Linked DNA regions of Urocitellus parryii: region 1 is linked to region 2. Evidence: chromatin contacts called from public Hi-C data. All regions are on one chromosome and are shown on one strand. The core of a region is the stretch at or near the end of the contact, and the rest is flanking DNA. Distances in the headings are between cores, read along the strand shown. Region 1 holds the start of Cfap298 (cilia and flagella associated protein 298). Region 2 holds the start of Urb1 (URB1 ribosome biogenesis factor).

Evidence for each region. A called contact is a pair of places that touch in the nucleus more often than the background predicts.
Region 1: a contact with region 2 is called in a Hi-C map of muscle, with 3 times the contacts expected there. The contact joins the promoter of Cfap298 here to the promoter of Urb1 in region 2. A contact is called at or near these places in 2 of 2 Hi-C or Micro-C datasets (liver and muscle).

The regions. Positions count from the first base shown.
Region 1 is chr2:215,433,403-215,439,509 of mUroPar1.hap1, forward strand. Cfap298 (cilia and flagella associated protein 298) reads right to left here and starts at 4,148. Exons shown (of 7, transcript XM_026393543.2): 1 at 3,719-4,148; 2 at 1,451-1,618. The coding sequence starts at 3,857. LOC144253261 (a long non-coding RNA gene) reads left to right here and starts at 5,423. Exons shown (of 3, transcript XR_013343248.1): 1 at 5,423-5,527; 2 at 5,689-5,750.
Region 2 is chr2:215,297,830-215,304,186 of mUroPar1.hap1, forward strand. Urb1 (URB1 ribosome biogenesis factor) reads right to left here and starts at 1,744. Exons shown (of 39, transcript XM_026393567.2): 1 at 1,535-1,744. The coding sequence starts at 1,676.

The sequences.
Region 1 (6,107 bases), core at 2,898-5,397, 140 kb after region 2:
AAGCTGGGCTGGGGGTGCAGGGCAGTGGCAAAGCAGAAGTATGCATGAGGCCTGATTCCCCAGCACTGCATAAAAAATGAAATAAATAAGCAACTGATTGCATGTGGCACATGGCCCATAATCTGCTGATTCTTAGAAAAGGGAAAAAAAAAAACTTGAAAGTTTAGGAGCAAAAGACATGGAAATGGAGTATATAAATCTAGGGGTTATAGAGCAAGTTGAAACCATATACTTAATTAATAACAGTATTAATTACACATTGAAAATATTAGAAATACAAACCAGTATTAGAATAGAAATGGTTAATTTAGGGCAGTATTAGTTTAAAGATGAATAATGAACTGCTAACTGGTCATATACATACATATATATATATATATATTGTTGTTGGTTGATGATGATGTAATTTCTTCTAAAAAGCAAAGAATATCTCCAGACTGAGAATGAGTTTAGTTATGAAAAGATATGGAAAACAACCAACTATTTTCCAGGAAAATTCAAAGGAAATGGGGCTGAGGAATAAGAGCAGCTTTGTATTGTGCAAGGCCCTGGGGAGTTCAATTCCCAGCACCAAGAAATAAATGAATAAATAAATAAAAGAACAATATTTGGACTCCTTATTATCCTCAATATTAAAAACAAACAAACTTTTTTTTGATCTTGTAATGGCCCTGCAGGGATACTACTTTATATATATTCTTCTGCTCTTTTATTTTTTGGGTACCAGGAATTACACCCAGAGCACTTAACCACTGAGCCACATCCTCAGCCCTTTCTGAGACATGGCCTCACCAAGTGGCTGAGGTTGGCTTTTAACACACGATTCTCCTATTTCAGCTTCTAGAGCCACTATACCACACCAGGCTCTTCTGCTCTTAATAGTGTTTTAGGGACATAGTAGATATTTAGGTGTTTCTTAAATGATCAATTATAAATAAAATGGAGCTTTTTACACAGGTTAAAAGGGATATCAAAAAGGATTTTCACCCCTTTTTCCCCTTTAAATCCCACATTATCAATCATCCACCAAAAGGAGGATTTCTTCAGTGTTCTGCCCCATACTAAAGTGTTTTGCATCAGAGGTATGTCCTTTAAACAAACCCAACATCTGCAAATGGTAGCACCCAACCTTCGTTACATTTCCAATAAACACCTACCCCAAACTACTGGACTGAACCATATAAAATTGCCAGTACTCAGCCATTTCTAAACTATGGAAATGGTTATTTCATATGGTTCATTGATACACTTATAATCTAGTGGCAATTTAGTAACCACAAGAAGGCAGAAGCCTTCTTATCCACCTAAATCATTCTGGATTAGTCTTACCAAGGAGTCACACCAAGCACTCTCTCCTAACTTTGTACAGAATGAATAGTTTTGTTTTTAACTTCAATGACTGCTTTCATACACTGGTATTTCAGGCCTGCATACAGAAATGGCCAATTACCTTGTCCATTCCTTCGTCCGATGTCATCCTTTTTAAATACTGAACCTCCACTGGGAATACATTTTTCGCCCCATTCATCTTTTAATTTCAGTTCTTCAATCTGCTCATCTGTCAGTCCTTGCATATTGGGAGGGAGAAATATGCCATGTTCTGCTAATTCTTCCATTTCTTAAAGAGAAGGGAATGTTAAGACAATATATATCATAATCATCACTACAACATTTCAAACCACACAAAAATGGAAGGTCAGAGAGCTAGTCCATCTGGCCCACTTACTATGTGCCAGTCCTGTCCCTCCCTGATCCTTGACAAAGTCACTGATTCATGCTCAGTCAACGGAAACAGAGAGAGCTCAAGCACTCACCCCCAGTCCCAGGCAGTTGGCTGCAGATTCTGTGTGCTAAACCTTTGCCCCATGCTGTGCTGCCTGGAACTCAAGTCAGGGAAAACCTCCATAGGCATTTGGGGCTTTACCATCTTCCCAAAGGGTCCCCACAGATGATCTCATAAGTGTGACCTTGTGAGGCAGGCAAGACAGTTATCGACCTCCAGTCTTCCTTGGCTTACAGCTCTATCATCTGAGGCTGGCTTGTATTGCTTCATAGATAATTTAAATAAATCAGTGGAGAGGATTTAAAGCAGCTTACTACACCTCTCGAAAATAAGAGACATGGGCCTCGGTGTTTTAGTTATTATGTTCATTATCCAAATGCATAGCTTTATATTCTTCCTAATCCATATACATTCACCCCACAACCAGTCTACATATTAATTTGTAAAACTGCCTGGCTTTTTTCCTCTCTCCTCCTTCCCTTCCTCTCTTTCTGTGAAGAAGGTAAGTGGAACTAGGTGTTCCCACAAGATTGTCAAGATATCATGTGACCTGTAAGGATATAATACTATGGAATGAATGGTGTAACTGAATTTTATTTTCCCCCTTCTAGATTCTCAGCAACTGGGGGACAATCTCTTTAGTCAATCTCCTCTTCCTAAGGCAGAACACTGATGCCTGCGGAGTCACAGGTGACACTGGCAACTGGATTCTAAGTACACCAACATGACTTTTACATTCGGCACCACATTTTCAGTTTATATATTGAGTTCCTTTTCTTCTCATATGCTTTAATTTAAAAATAATATAATGTTGAGCCTATTTTGGAAGCACATGTTTAATTCAGAAACTAACATGCTCCTAAAAACATGAACAGACACTAATATGGCAGTATGTACAAATGTGGATGTATAACCAATGTGATCCTGCAATCTGTACAAGTGGTAAAAATAAGCATTCATATCCCACTTGAATCAAATGTATGAAATATGATATGTCAAAATCATTGTAATGTTTTGAGCAACCAATAAAAAAAATGCTTCCACAAAAAAATTCCCAATGGTGCAAAAATCACACATTTATGTATTTTAATAAATCATATAACCTATTTTATATAGTTAGATATTACTAGATCACAAGTTTATTAATTTTACATAGTTGTCCTATATGTATATACAGTTACATACACATTCAATAATGATGATAATAATTATAATAATACCAGAGAATCACGTTAAGGTCTAAGCTGTGCTCTTAAATGTAGAAGCTACCATACAAATGTGCCTTTTAAAAATTAATTAAAATGAGAAAAATTAAAAATTCAGTTCCTTGGTAGCATCAGCCATGTTTCAAGTGTTCAACATCCACCAGTAGCTCGTGCATGCGGATGAGACACCATAAAAAATGGGGGCACTTCCCTTCTCTTGGTCACTGGTGCTCCAGAGTGGAGGGGGGTGACCACACACTGCACAGGGGAACCTCGCTTGCTTCCAAGGAGACGGGAAGCACTTGCTCACAGCTTCTCCCCTCTCAAGGACGTCCCAAGGCAGACACTGCTTTACCTCGAGGGTCTCAAAACAGGGCAAGCACCGTGTGTAAACCCAAGCGGGTACCATTCCACCCTCACACCTGTTCTTCAGCCCGGTCTGGCTCCCTTTTATCCCCACTGATTCATAGCACCCCGAATCCCGGCTTGGGACGTGGGACCCAGGGCCTCATCCACTGCCCCTCGGAGCCGGTGGTGTCAGACCCGCTCTACGTTCTTCGTATTTTCGTTGTTGTTGATCCTTGGTTCGCCCCGGTGTCCCACAGACTTGGCTCCTCGCCCCGAGGCCCGCCGGAGCCCACCTTCCATCCCAGGGCGCCCAGTCCTCACCCGCCCGGCCCGCGCCCGCCCCGGGTTCTGCCGTCCCCGCACACGGCCCCGCCGGCCGCACCTGAGCAGAGACGCTGCACCTTGAGCCGCCCGTTGTAGACCCGGGCCACCTGCGCCGTGAGCTCCTCCAGCTCCGCGCTTCCCGGCGCCTGCAGGAGGAACTGGCTCTCGTCGCCTCGTTTCACGTGCAGTAGAACCATGGCGGCCCTGGAGGCCCCGCCGAGGGGACGAAAAGGACCGCGACAGGCGACCTGCAGGCTGGATCGAGGTCTTCCCCTGCGGCGAGCAGCGGCGACCTAACCGCTGTGGAGGTTGGAACCCCGGGTTCGGGCGTCCGACGGGCTGGGGCCGGCACTCGCTCCCGGAAGTGTACGTTGCCAGCAGCAACCACGGTCCGAACCAGCCCTAAGTCAGCGGTGTAGGAAAACCCGGGTGCCGGACACCCGACAATCCGCTTCCGTGCGCAGCTGCTGCCTGAGCAACAAACCACACGGAACGCAAGGGCCGCCGACCCAGGCCGCAGGGGGGAGCGGAATTCGAGCGAACCGACCCCGGAAGTGGACGTTGCTCCAGCAACTCAGACTAAGTCGCTGGAGGGGAGGGCGGACCGCCAGCCGATTCTCTAGGGGCCCAAGATTCCACCCAGGGAAATGGGCGGGCCGAGGCAGGGGGTGCTAGGTCGGGAATGGGTGGGCTGATGGGCACCAGAGGGGCCAGGTTTAGCAACACTTTCCCCATAGTCGCCCCAAATCCCAGTCTTTTCCGCCGTTGGCAGTCTTTACTTCCGGAAACGACTCACGCTGCTTCCGGTCTGGGGAAGTTTGGAGTAGAGCTCTAAGTCTTTGCTTCCAGCTGTCTGTGTAGATCCGGTTTCGAGGCTCCGGGGGACGTGGGCGAGTGCCAGCACTTATTTGTGCAGGCTGATTCGGATTTATGTGTCTACGGTAGCCCACAAGGTTGTTGCAGAGCAGTCCTCCCAAAAATATCCAGTTAGGTGTCGACCAACACATCTTAACCAGAAGGGCAAGCAGCGTACTCACTGTTTCTTCCTGGCGCCCTACGACACAGCTGAGGATCCAGAGTCTTGGCTCTCATGGAGATTTAGTGCGACGACTAGGAAAACAAAAATGAAAGCGCAAGGCAAATTAAAATAGAGGTATAAAGAAGTCTAAACGGGATGCACTTGCTATGTGGCTTTGTAATGATGCAAAACCTGTAGTTTGCTACGTTTTGGAGTTTGTGGTTTTTGTTTTGAGGGTTTTTTTTTAATATTTATCTATTTATTTTAGTTTTCTGCGGACACAACATCTTTCTTTGTATGTGGTGCTGAGGATCGAACCCGGGCCTCACGCCTACCAGGCGAGTGCGCTACCGCTTGAGCCACATTCCCAGCCCTTGTTTTGAGGTTTTTAAGAGCGGTTTCAGATCCCAAATGCGAGAATTTGGAATGAATTCCCCCTTCTGAAGCATGTTACCTCAAACTTTAGGTCCCCCATACGTGAATAACTGACCTCAGTTACCTGACTTCAAAACAACATAAACTGAGGGATCTGAGCCACTGACACTTTTAAGCGCTTAGGCTGTGGCAAGATTAATTCATGTCTGCTTCTCTGAACACCCAGAGATCAGACTGCAATAGGATGAAGTCCTGTTAGCCAAGTGGGTTCAAATATTCAAAGAAAAAAAAAAAAAGATGACATTTGCTGTGGCCTTGTGCTTTGTGATTAGTTTTCTGTGTATTTAGGTACTGTTCATTTTTAGGGCAAAGGTATCCTTTGACCATTGTTGAGAACTGCCACATAAGGAGCCGAAAACCCTTAGCCTTGAATGATGGAAATGTGGAGACTGGTTTCCCAGAGCATAGAAACAGGTGGATCCCATCTGGAATGGCAAGGGAGTAAGGCTTTGGGAGTGGGCAGCCTTCTTGTTCCTTTGTAATACTACCCCTTACCTTTTTTGGGTGGAATGTTGTATTGAAGGACTCCACTCAATAAATAGGCTTCAGGACATGCCCTCTCCCTCTCTTGCCAGCCTCCCTCCTGTGTTTTTCAGCTAGATGTGGAGAAGCCTTCTGAAACGCCCTAAGAAAAAAGGTACTTTCTGTGTCAGTGTGATCTGTTTGTGCTAGCTTCAATTCACCCGAGTCACCCTGGTTCCGTAGCCCACGATGGAGGGGGCTACAGACCATCATAAGTTCATCAGTGATGAACTTTCTGGTCTGGATAATTTATAGGTCATTCATAATGGCTGCTGGATATCAGGCAGTGAGGAAGAAAAAGGCAATTTTTACATGGTTAATAACTTTTTAGGAAAAGTCCAGAGCTTAGACAGTTGCTTTATACCCTTCTCTAATCCTATTGCCTTCTTCCCCTCTCCCCAGAGGTAAACTGCTATTCTAAGTTTTACATAGTGATGTCTTATGGTATTATCCTGTAATTTGCTTTATTGCT
Region 2 (6,357 bases), core at 494-2,993:
ACCAATCACCTGCAGCTTTTTCTGTACCATGCGAAAGAAGTATAAATAGAAATTGTCCCTCAAGCCTATATGGAAAGAAAATCCTCCAATATGCATCCATCAATTCTACTTCCCTGATCTTCCACAAATTCTCTCAGAGGAAGCTGAAAGCATATCAAAAAGGGGAGGAGAGAATCAAAGGAAGAGACTAGATTCAAACATAAATCTAAAGCAGTTTTGCACAGGGGATTCATGCTTTCACCCACTGATTTTCAGCTTTGCAGTATCTTTCAACTACTTCCTTTACAACCATCACCTGTCAATCCAGTTGTTTTCTGACACCTGCTCAACTGATGCAGCTCATGAATGACATGGTACTCTCTGAGCCAGACAATAAAATATGGATATAGTAGCTAAACATATCTTGTTCCAGAAGGGCTCTTGTTTCTGTCCCCTTCTGTAGCCCTTTTGAAAAGCCATGTCCTTGGAGGAATCTTCTTCCATCTTACAAATTAGTTCTCCAAGGCCGTTAGGTACCCTCAGACACCATGCATGGCTCCTTTGGAATTATATATATATGTGATTTTATTGATTATCTGCTTTCTCACTTGACTGTAAGACCCACAATGGCAAGGCCTATGGCAGATTTTTATTCACCACCATTTTATCTCAACCCTAACAAACACTAGACCCTAATAAAAACTGAAAGGCTAAATGAGTGAAATGTATTAGTATGTGTTCCTGGCAGGCATCAAAAGTTTAAAAACAGAATCCATAGGAGAAAAATTAGAAGTTGAGGATATGCTGACCATAGATTTAGTAATTTCTTTAATGTGGAAGAAATACGCCACTGTTTCCACTTGGCAACACATTCAATTGTGTTTCTTTCTTCCTAACCTCTATACTTTCTAAAGAATTGCAAGTAGTTGTTAACTGTGGTTACACTTTACAAACAGTAAGATTAAGTTACAGAATGTGCTCCATCTCAGTCACTGGCCCAATCCTGGCAACTGACAAGTAGTTGTGGTGGTTTCTCATAGCTTGCACATGTGTTATCAGGTCATCCTAAGTGTTGAAGGATCACAGCCATTGAAAATGGTGCTAATGGCCCAAGGAAATACCAAACTGTCTTACTGAACTGGCCTGAATCAAGTAGAAACCCTATAAACATTTTCTGTGTGTGAATGAGGATGCTTGATTTACTTTCCTGATAATTGCAACAAGGAGATTTTAGAGTCGGCTGATGGTTGTGCCCAGGCAAGGGAAATGAGCAACAGCATGAAACTGTCAAAACCAAGTGAGGCAGCGCCATTGTTGTCGCTGACAGCCCAGGGCCATGAAATGCAGCACTCAGTCCTGGAGCTGCTCTGGCCCGCCGGGGACCCTGGACGCACAGTCACAGGAGTCTCAGTGTCCCTCAAAAACCAGAAGCTTGGCTCTGACCCTCAGGGGCCCGCAGAAACGGCAGGCTGTGTCTGGCCGTGTCTAGACAGTGGCAGGAAGGCCACCTCGCAAGCACGCGCTCGCTGCCCGGGGCCTGCCGCCCGGCACTCACCCGGCCCCGCGCCCTGCGGATCCCTCAGCTGAGTCTTGAACTGCACGCCCGTGAGCTCTTCAGTGCGGGCCCGCTTGGCTGCTCCCGCAGCGGAAGCTGCACCGCCCTGGCCGCCTGAGGCCTTCCTCTTGGAGACCCCCATGGCCGAGACGGTACCGGTGCGACGGAAACCACGCACCGCAGGCCTGCAGGCGAGAGGACTCCCGCAGAAAACAGACACGCTCCCGAACCCACACGTGAGAGGGACGGGGCGGGGCTAGCGGAAGAGGCGGGGCCTGGAATGGGAGATCAGCGGAAGGGGCGTGGGGGGGGGAAGAGCCGGGTCGGTGGGAGGGGCTTGCTGAGGGGCGGGGCTCGCTAAGGGGCCGGGCAAGCCGTTAGCCAGAGCCCGGGTTTCACTGGTACCTGAGGTCGCAGTGGGCTGGCTTGGGGCTGGAGGCGGGCCCGCAGGCCACGACACCCCGCCCTGCTGCGGCGGGTTAGGGCCTACTGGGGCCCTCCCTTGGCCCCGGGCGGCGCTCTCCAGTTGCCTAACAGAAAGACCTCCCAGGTCCTTCGGGACCGCTGCGACACCTGCCCCCGCGCGTCCCAGCAGCACGAGTTCAGCTCTTGACTTGAGGGCGCCCTAAAGATGTCGCTTAAAGCACTTGCCTCGCGCGCACTGGGATTCTATACTTTGCCTGTTGGGGGTCCCGCGGGTTGGCCAGGGTGGATTTTCCCGGGTTAGATGCCAGGCGGGCTTGCTGCTGGGAAATCCTTCCTCGGGAACCAGGGCCCAGGGATGTGCCCCTAACTCCGACCCCATCGTCTGTCCCCACCAGAACCAGACAGGCTCGTCTAGCAGGAAGTCGCCTTGATTAACCTCCACCCCACTCTCGCCCAGACAGATGGGAGTGTGCGCGCTCTTTCGGCTGTGTAAGATGCACGGGGAGGATCAAATGAAGTAACTTCTGTGAAAACCTTCGGTGGGCAGCATCTAAGTTTCCCTCATTCAAATGAAGATAGTAAAGCCAGCCATACCCAGTCCTGCCTGCACAGCAAATGATGCAATGTTTGTAAAACTGCTTTGACAGGAATAAAGTGTGTTTTTGCAAACCGTTATTGACTTGTGTACTGCATTAAATATGCTGAAATAAAGGAAAATGCATAAGTAAAAATTGGCAAGTGTATTTTGTATAACACAACCTCATCAAAACTTGGGTACTATCTAAATAAATCATAATTATTAGGACAGTAATTCCTGGAATTCTCTGTCCTGTCTTCCAGTGTGAAAAAATACCATCTTGTTTTTTGTAAGCAAGTGTGTTGTAAGCTCCTGAGGATGTGGCTGTTTGTGACCTGCTAGAGAAAAAACACATGGTATTGCCTCTGACCCTGGGCCTAGGAAGACTAGGAAATGCACCTGTGGAAGTGCCAATGTCATACGGGGGAAGTCAGACAGAAGGAGACACCCCAGCGCATTTGAAAAAAAAAAAAATGTAGCGATATTGAGAAATGTTCCAAGTTCAGACTATAAAGGGCAACACTTACTAATAAAGACAGACTTCTAACTAATGGTCACACTAGTCCTCCTCTCTGGTTAATTGGCTGCCACAAAATTTGTTTTCTGCCAGTGTGAGCCCACCCAAAGAGGCAGCAGGAAGGCTCAGGACACAGGCAAAAGCTGAATTCAGTTTCCATCTCTGTGGGCCTGGGGCAAATTACTATCTCTGGGGCTGGTTTGCTTTACAAAGAATTAGATAGAGTACGGAACTTGCCAGGATTTTCCAGTTCCTAAGTGGAACCAGGATTCATCTAGCACCAAATTAAAGAAATGGAAGTTGGCAGTGCCTATCCCATCCTTTGCCAGAGACATACCTGATGTCAGGTAATGGATCAGAAGTATAGATGGATGCTCAACTGACTCAGGCCAATACCCTAAGTCACTGGTGCCAGGTCACTAACCCCTTGTTCAGATACAGACTTCATCAACCAACCTTCAGATAGTGATTTAGCTTCCCATACAAAATCCCTGCATTGTTTGTCCTCAAGTCTGTTCTGGCCTGTTGAACATTGAGCATTACAGCTCCTAGGACCTTCTAAGCTGGCATCCTCCTCAGGAACATTCTCTCTGAAACTCTTTGGACAAACCTCAAGTGTCTCACTTCATATGGGCTCTTCTTGTTCACCCCTCTGTCTATTCTCTTATTTTTTATTTTCCTTTGCTTCCCTTTTCACCTATTGGTGATGTGGAATATTCTTTATCAAACTCCTTCACCAAAATATGCACTAATGTGTCTAATGGCACAAAACAAAGGTCAAGGCTCCATTCCCACTATATAAAATGCACATCATAGGGCACATCATAGGGTTCAATAACTGTTGAATAAATAAATGTCTATATAGATATGAATGTGAATGAATGCATAGACCTAAGTCTTGAGCTAGGTTAATGTCAGTCGATTCTAAAATAGCAGGTTGATTTATTGGAATGCTGTCAAAAGGCTCACAATGCAGGTTTGAGTCTGGAAGCTTTTAAACTGACCCCAGGACTATGGTGAATTAGGAAAGGAAGTGACCAACCTTTATTAGCCACTAGTGAAGATCATCTCCAGAGACCTTCCTTCTCATTTACACCTGTTAAGTGTGTGTGTTCATTTCTTACCCATTTCAATCTGACAAGGTTAAATTTAAGTTCTGGAAAGGAGCAAAAGAAGAAGTTCAATGAAAATCTACATAAAGTTCATAATATACTGTGTTAATCATAAATCCTCAGAATAAGAGAGTTTTCATTCACTAGATGAAGTTATTTTTGTAGTTTTATCCTGCATTATTTAATTTGGATCAAAGCTTATTAATACAATCACATTTTAGAGAGCAAAAGCATGGAATTCATTTCTCTATTCTGGTACAAATTCTAATCTCATTACTGATAAATGTTTTAGTGTAACATTTTCTGAAATCAAGACGGTTTAATTATCTGCTTGTTTAGCAAAAAGAAATATAATGTATTGTTTCAAAGGCAGTTGCTATAAATCCCAGTGAAGAACACAACATCCACAGGCTGGAAAAGAGAAATAAGCATCTTATTCTCCCAAATTTAGGTCAACAAAGTACCAATATCTGCCAACATCTGCTATGTACATTGCTTTATATAGCTAATCATAATATACTCCAGAAAGTGTAACTCAGTATTTACCCACCAAGGACTTATTATATATTATATCATATATTTTTATTTATATCATAAAGGACTTATTGTATATTATATCACTGAGGCTATGACATACCTAATACATTCCATGCAAATAAATAAGTTAACCAAGAATCCAAGATGACATAACTGTCACAAGGCCATGCAATAAATGAGTGACTTGAGCAATGGACACATTACATTAGTGTAACTATGATTAGATTATTAAGGGCTTCCTTCTAAAATTATAGTGAAAAATAGAAAAAAGCAGAAGCATTGTCTATCTTTTTCCTTCACTGAATCAATTAAGAGTAAGGCTGGGGATATAGCTCAGTTGGTAGAGTGCTTGCCTTGCATGCACAAAGCCCTGGGTTCAAACCCCAGCACCACAAATAAAATAAAATAAAAAGAGTCAAAAATATTCCCTTCTTCAATATGAAATAAAATAGCAATAAGGGAGCTGTCTCTCTCAGGACTTCCTGGATCCCTATGCTAGGTCCTGTCTTCCTTCCCTATACTCCATCACCTGTTCCCTGGTAAAAGTGTTCTCAGGTAGTCATCAGAAAATAAGGAAACTTGATAAATTCACCATAAGGTGTTGGGGAAGAGTAACAGTTTGAAGCCTATTCAAAAATACTTTTACACTTTTTTTTATTATCTCTGGATGCAAGCAAAATTACTTTTTACATTTTAAAAAAGGACTCTTGGAGATCACAACCCCCCAAATGAATGTTTAGTACTGTGTTTTAGTTAGTGTGTGTGGTTTTATTCATTCATTCATTCATTCATTTAGACTAGGGATTAAACTCAGTGGTGCTTTACCACTGAATCACATTCCTAGTCCTTTAAATTTTATTTTGAGAGAGGGTCTAAGTTGGTAAGTTGCTAGGGTCTTGATGAGCTGGCCTCAAACTTGTGATCTTCCTGCCTTAGTCTCCCAAGTAACTGGGATCACAGGCAAGCACCACTGCACCTGGCTTATCACTGTGGCTTTAAATGTGGGGAGAGGAGGGAATGAGAAGGCAGGTAGGTCATGGACAAAGAAGAAAACGAGCTTCTGAAGGTTGACATCAATCTGCCTGAATTCCAACTATCATCTCACATGTTATAGTTTTAAATTTGGAGACATGCCTCGATTTTCAAAAATAGATTTTAAAATGGTACACACAGATCCTTCTGGAACAATGCCTGAAAGGGCTATCTCCTCAATAAATACGTATTACGTTGATGACCGAGAACTCAGACTGGACTGACTGACTACTCAAGAACACTAGGTTGTTGAGTTGAAGGCCTGAACAGCAACATGTAGCCAACTTAGAGGTTAAAATATCAAATGTTAACTTTCAACATTATTATGTAGACTCAGCTGACACCTTAATCATTAGAAATATTAAAAGTTTGAATAGCAATATTTTCAAATTAATTTATCAGAAGAGAATTTTCTGCCAACAAAGAAATAATACTTGTTCCTTATGATTTGGATCTGAAATGTCTTCCAAAGGCCACGTGTTGAAGTTTTGTTCGCCAGCCTGTTGTGCTATTGGAAGGTGGTGGAACTTTTGGGAAGTGAGGCCTAATGGAAGAAATTTAGGTCACTGAGGGCGTGACCTTGCAGGGGATATTAGGAGCTGATCCCTCCTCTGTCTTTCTT